2 separate regions of the Mus musculus genome follow, and region 1 is linked to region 2. Evidence: chromatin contacts called from public HiChIP or PLAC-seq data. All regions are on one chromosome and are shown on one strand. The core of a region is the stretch at or near the end of the contact, and the rest is flanking DNA. Distances in the headings are between cores, read along the strand shown.

Region 1 (2,700 bases), core at 148-2,647, 160 kb after region 2:
CCGCAAAGAAAGTTGGGGGTTTTTTCCTACAAAATTTGTGGGGGTTTTCCTGTCCTTTTTCCTTTCTTTGCCTTTTCTTTGTGCACACTCAACTTATTCTGCCCAACTGCCCACTTCGCCTAAAGCAATCTCTCACGAGGACCGCCCGTCAACCCGCCAGTCCTACTTACAATGCCGCCCGCCCAGTCATTAAAGATGACGGCTGAAGAAGCCTCACACAGCTTGTCTTTGTCACCCTCACACATACCCAGTATCTGGTCCTCAGCCCTGGAAGTGGCTCCACTCTTCACCCAAGAGCAGTCCCTGAACGCTGCTTTCCCCGTTTCACCCAGTTAATCAGTCTATAGGTAGTCAGGCTGGGCTGCTAAATTCCCTTCTTTAAAGATCAGCCCAGCTGTGAAGAGCACTGACTGCTCTTCTGAAGATCCTGAATTCAAATTCCAGCAACCACATGGTGGCTCACAACCATCTGTAATGAGATCTCATGCCCTCTTCTGGTGTGTCTAAAGACAGCTACAATGTACTTACATCTAATAAATAAATAAATCTATAAAAAAATAAAGATGAGCCGAAAGGAAATGCTGCTGCTCATACTTAAACATCATTAACTTCCATGAATGGGAACACACACACACACACACACACACACACACACACACACACACACAAGGCAGAGCTCACCTCACCCAGTATCTCTAGCACCTAACACAGGGTCTGGTACAAAGGTGGGGGTCCATAAATATGTTGAATGAGTGGTGTGACTAGGGGGGCCTACAGACTAGCTGGGGACATGGATCCTCTGTTCTTTTCTACTCGCGGGGAGGGGCCAGTGCCAGTGGTGGCAGCAGTGGTAGGTATGGTCCTTAGCCTCTCTGGGTCAGTCATCTTTCACAACAGTGACTGCCTAGCTCTGCCCACTCCTGACTCTCAGCCCGCCCAGCTGGTGACACCGCAGACCCCCACCTACTGAGGGTGTCCCATGACTCTGCTTAGACTAACTGTCTACGTCTCTGTTTACTTTCCCATACGTTGCCATTTTCTGATTCTTGCTTTGGGGTTCCCTCTGAGAACCCCTAACTTGTCAGCACATCATTTCTAAAGGCCTGAACTTCAACCTCGTCCACGAAGAGCCCTGAGCATCCCAAGCTGCACGCTTTACACATACGAGTTCTTGGAACTATGTGCTCATGCTGCCTGCAAAGGAAATGCCACCTCAAACATACCAATGCTCTGGGGACAACTTGCCTCTGAGGTAGCCCACAGGACAGTCCAGGTCTCACCACCCTGAGCACATATCTGCCTACAGTCAGAAGATCATGGGACTCCTGAGTCTACCAGGCTCAGAGCCACTGACAGCCACAGACAGCTGATACAGCAGCGGAAAGCACTCCTCTCCCTGACACCACAGCAGCAAGGAGGCAGCTGCACACGGAAGGAAAAACGCTTAGTCTCTTGGTGGCTTAGGCCTCCTGCTTCAGCCAGGCCAGTAAATGCAGGGTAACACAATCTACCAACCAAGGAGCACATGTGTCCTGTGCCTGGCTCCAGGCGGGAAGTGGCCTGGGTGATACCAAGCTCTGCCCTTCTCCAGCACCTGCACCAGGTCAGAGCTGTGAATGTACAAAGTGCTTTTGCAGATGCTGGGAGCCTTTGAAGTAAACTGTTAACTCTTTCAGGGATCCTACAAAGGGATTAAGTATGTCTTTTGGGTCACAGTAAGAGTCATAAAGTATTGGTGGGGGAGAACCCTAGAGAATTTGTAAACCTCCTGGAAAGTTCAGAAACTGAGCATAAAAAGCAGGCCACGAGCAAACTGTGTGCATGCATCAAATAAGGAACACTTCCCTTACTGCGCGGAATTTACTGAACTACATGTCATGCACAATAGGTCTGCTGTCATTAAACAGGCAAACACAGGAGCCGCTGAAAAGTCAGGCCATAAAACCAGTGGGAACTCAGAAGATTTGAACGGGACAATTACTCACTTTGAACCAACTAAAGGGCAGAGAGCCCCTCACCCAGCCTGTAGAGAACATCCTTCCAAGCGTGCAGTGACCGTTTCTGAAAGGGATGGAGGAGGGGGTCCAAACGGGGCTCAGCCCCCGATCCTAGTGTAATTTACAGTTACATTCTGGAAGGATGACCAGTGAAAGTACCTTTTCAGAAACATTACGGTTCCGGGAATGCATACATCTAATCATGGGTGGCAAAACACCCGCGGCACCTTGATGCATGTGCTTGCTCTCATGTCTGAGACATCTGCCAGACTCTGAGCTTTCAAAGCACGACATCTGTCCATCCTTCAAGTGAAACAGTGCTCCTGAGAGGTAGACAGTCTGGTTGGTAACAATCACACAAGGGCCTTTTCGTTAAGACAACCTCTTTCCTTGGCGCATAGCAAGGGTGTCAGGCACACTCCCGTTTCCTCACACAGAATACCAGAGAGATGTGCACTCCAGGGGGAAATCTAATAGAAGTCAGAACTGCTGGGCAGGGGTGTAGCTAGGGGTAGAGGACTTTCCTAACATGCTGGAGGCCCTGGCTTTAATCTGCAACACTGCGGACAAACTGCTTCATCAAGAATTGGTTCTAGGGGCTGGAGAGATAGCTCAGAGGTTAAGAGCACTGGCTGATCTTCCAGAGGTCCTGAGTTCAATTCCCAGCAACCAACGTGGTGGCTCATAACCATTTGTAATGGGA
Region 2 (2,763 bases), core at 209-2,708:
TGGCCCAGGGACCAGCAACATCACAGGACAGAATCCTCAACACAGGACACATGGTTTAGAGAATGGATCACTTACTGAGTGCCCATCACGTAAGGAATTCTTTATACTATGACTTCATTTAGTCCTTCCGAGGGCCATGAAGGGAAGTCACTTAGACCCATGGCCAGTTTGAGCACTCAGGTCCCAACAGCAAGCAGGCCTAGCCAACTAGGACCAGGCTGAGAAGGAGCCTTCAGCACTCAAGAGTGCCCTCCACCCAAAAAGGAGAGATGTTTAAACAGGTCCTTCCCACTGGAACAAGGGGCAAGAGCATACCCCGTGGGGCAAGCAATAGAGAGCCCCTCACCTAAGATTTCAGGCTAGCTAGCTAGCTCTGGAGCCTGATTAGCAAAGCTAGTTCTGATTCCTGAAATGGGGTACACTTGGACCCTAGAGGAGTAAAGTTCATACACTGGCAGAGGTGGTGGGGGCTGGGGGTGCCCTTGCTCGAACCAGGTCTCCCCTGTAGTTCCAAAAGGTCAAAAAATACTTCTGGCCATGCTCCTGAGAGCAGAATATCTCAAACAGTCACAAAATCACATAGACTGCTTTAGTACCAGCAGTCGGCATCCACACTCAAGGGACACACAGAGACCTACATATAGAGCTAGACACACTTGGGGTGACAGTAACATACGGAGCCACATATATCAACAAACCGCGGCTCGGACTTATACAAGCGTAGCCATACACCCAGACCCACGTGCAAGTATTCCCAACCCCTCCCTCCAGGGCAGGGGCTCTGGGTCAGGCTAGCCACCAAACTGAGGGGTGCGTCTGGGCGGGGCTGGGAGGCTGAACACGTGGCACCTCGGGACGGGGGAGGCAGTAGGACAGGTGGGTGTGGAGCCCTGGGGAGGGGTGCATGCAGTGGGGGATGTGGAAGTGGGGCCGGGGCCGAGCGCCTCTGCGAGACACAAGGCCGGGGCGAGCGAGGACAATGAGGGAGGCCGGATGGGGGCGGACGCCGGAGCCCAGGAGGCTAGCGGGATGGGGGTAGGGTGGGGTGCAGCCAGGCCGGGGGCAGCGCCGGTGCCTCGCTCACCGGGTCCTGGGCTGGGATCTGTGACGGCGCGCGGGCGGCCCCCTAGCCGGGCCGGGTCTGGAATGTCGGGGCCCTGGGTGGGGGGCCGCGCGCGCCCTCCTCTCTCGCAGCGCTCGGGGCTCAGCAGGGGGCGCCGCTCCAGCTCGGGTAGGGATCCCGGCTCCAGCAGCTGTGGACGGCTCTGTCCCCCATGGCCCGGCCCCACCGCCCGGTCAGCGGTCCCCGAGGCTCCGGGGCCACCTCCCGCCGCCGCCGCGGGCCATGGAGCCGAGCCGCCCCGGGAGGCAGGGCGGGGCCCGGCAGACCCACGGACCGGCGGACCGACGGACCACTGCGCTGCCGCCTCCCTCCCGCGCTACGGCTCCTCGGAGGGGCAGGCCAGGCCGGCGCGCCCGCGCGCGCGCCCCCGCGGCCCCCGCCTCCAGTGCGCCCGCACGCGCCGCGCGCCGCTCCGCCGCCCGCCCCTGCCGTTGGCCCTGCGCGGCCCAGCCAGCGGGGAGGTGCGTTTGCGGATGCCTGAGACCCAGGAAGGACGCAGGAATCCATCAGGTTCCTCCATCAGCTTGCTTTAGGGATGGGAAGAGACCAGGAGCCGGATGGCTAAGGCCCTTCAGGTATTTGGGACGGGGTCTGGATAGTGGGCAATTCAGAGGGTTAGGGCCTTGCCAACTCTTTCCTGGGAGCATGAGTCAAGGTCAGCCAACCAGGGCTGCCTGCTGGGTAAGACCCCTAAAGGTGTTGACTGAAAAGGACTTATTAGGTAAAAGCAGGTTGGGTAAGATTTAGGGTGGTGTTGGAATCAAGAATTGTATAGGAATAGGCGGAGCTGAACAAGGCCCTAGGAACTAAGACCATAGAAGAGGTTTCTGGAAGGGTTAGGTGTTCATACTGGACTATCAAATGTAAAACACTGTTCTCCAGGAAAATCCAGGTGCGGGGAGTTTCAGGAGTATAGCGACAGAGAGGAGAATTAGCTGTAGTGAGTTTGGGTCTAGTGCACAGGGGTCCAAAGACATAGGGCTAGGAGGATCTCAGAGCCCAGACTCTTCAATGAAGAGGTGCCAGCATTACAGCCAGCCTAGCACCCTGATCTGCCACCCAGGAGCCAGCAAGGTCCAGAGCAGAGATGATGTGTAGACAGAAAGTTACAGGAGGTTGGAGTGAGTGAACAGGTCCTCCCCTTCCTTTGTGAAAGGTGTCGCAAGGGGCCAACAGAAGCCTCACTGACTGGGACAAATACCAAGTTTATTTCACAAACACTAGGAAGATGGGCTGGATGGGGGTTGAGGGGGGCACAGGTGCACAGCTGTACACAGTCACCATCAGCAGCCCACTCCCCACACTGGGGTTCAGTCTGGACTGCAATGCCTCCAGAGTCAACAGGCAGCAAGAGGTGAGTGCAGGGGAGACCCTGAACACCAAGCCCCAGAAAGGCTGAGGGACACAGCTCCAGCTGTCCCAGGAAAACCAGCAATAAATAACAGTAGGGCACGGCCCCACCCATACAGGTCATCTAGTCACCCATCTTCACTCTGGAGGTCTGCAAAGGAAAAACAGGACAAATCAGGCAGGGACAGTGACCAGTGACAAGACCAGAACCAGCAGGCCAGTGGGTGGACAGACGGACAGACACACTATGACAGACAAACAGACATGGACAGTAACAAAGGAGCTCAGCT

The links. HiChIP or PLAC-seq counts read pairs in DNA pulled down with a chosen protein or histone mark.
Region 1: an H3K4me3 HiChIP or PLAC-seq map of embryonic limb bud shows a contact between it and region 2, with 3 times the contacts expected there. The contact joins the enhancer-like site here to the promoter of B4galt2 in region 2. A contact is called at or near these places in 13 of 39 promoter capture datasets (the 3T3-L1 cell line, 3T3-L1-derived adipocytes, the C10 cell line and 8 more), 1 of 15 datasets of contacts at CTCF or cohesin (the NIH/3T3 cell line), 11 of 115 datasets of contacts at active chromatin or transcription factors (the SCID.adh cell line, bone marrow-derived macrophages, craniofacial prominence and 6 more) and 2 of 9 other capture datasets (adipose tissue and pancreatic islet).

The regions. Positions count from the first base shown.
Region 1 is chr4:118,039,409-118,042,108 of GRCm38.p6, forward strand. The region is part of intron 3 of St3gal3 (ST3 beta-galactoside alpha-2,3-sialyltransferase 3); the gene reads right to left. Among named protein-coding and RNA genes, the nearest start is that of 9530034E10Rik, 66 kb to the left of the region's middle. Within about 2 kb of position 1,398, at least 20 of the 459 cell types and tissues checked have an H3K27ac peak or open chromatin away from gene starts, as enhancers often do. A contact at or near this core is called in the SCID.adh cell line and embryonic limb bud, where this site is marked.
Region 2 is chr4:117,882,018-117,884,780 of GRCm38.p6, forward strand. B4galt2 (UDP-Gal:betaGlcNAc beta 1,4- galactosyltransferase, polypeptide 2) reads right to left here and starts at 1,459. Exons shown (of 8, transcript NM_017377.5): 1 at 1,085-1,459. Atp6v0b (ATPase, H+ transporting, lysosomal V0 subunit B) reads right to left here. Exons shown (of 8, transcript NM_033617.3): 8 at 2,313-2,624. The coding sequence ends at 2,598. It overlaps Gm12841 (predicted gene 12841), which reads left to right and starts at 1,533. Exons shown (of 4, transcript NR_168719.1): 1 at 1,533-1,698.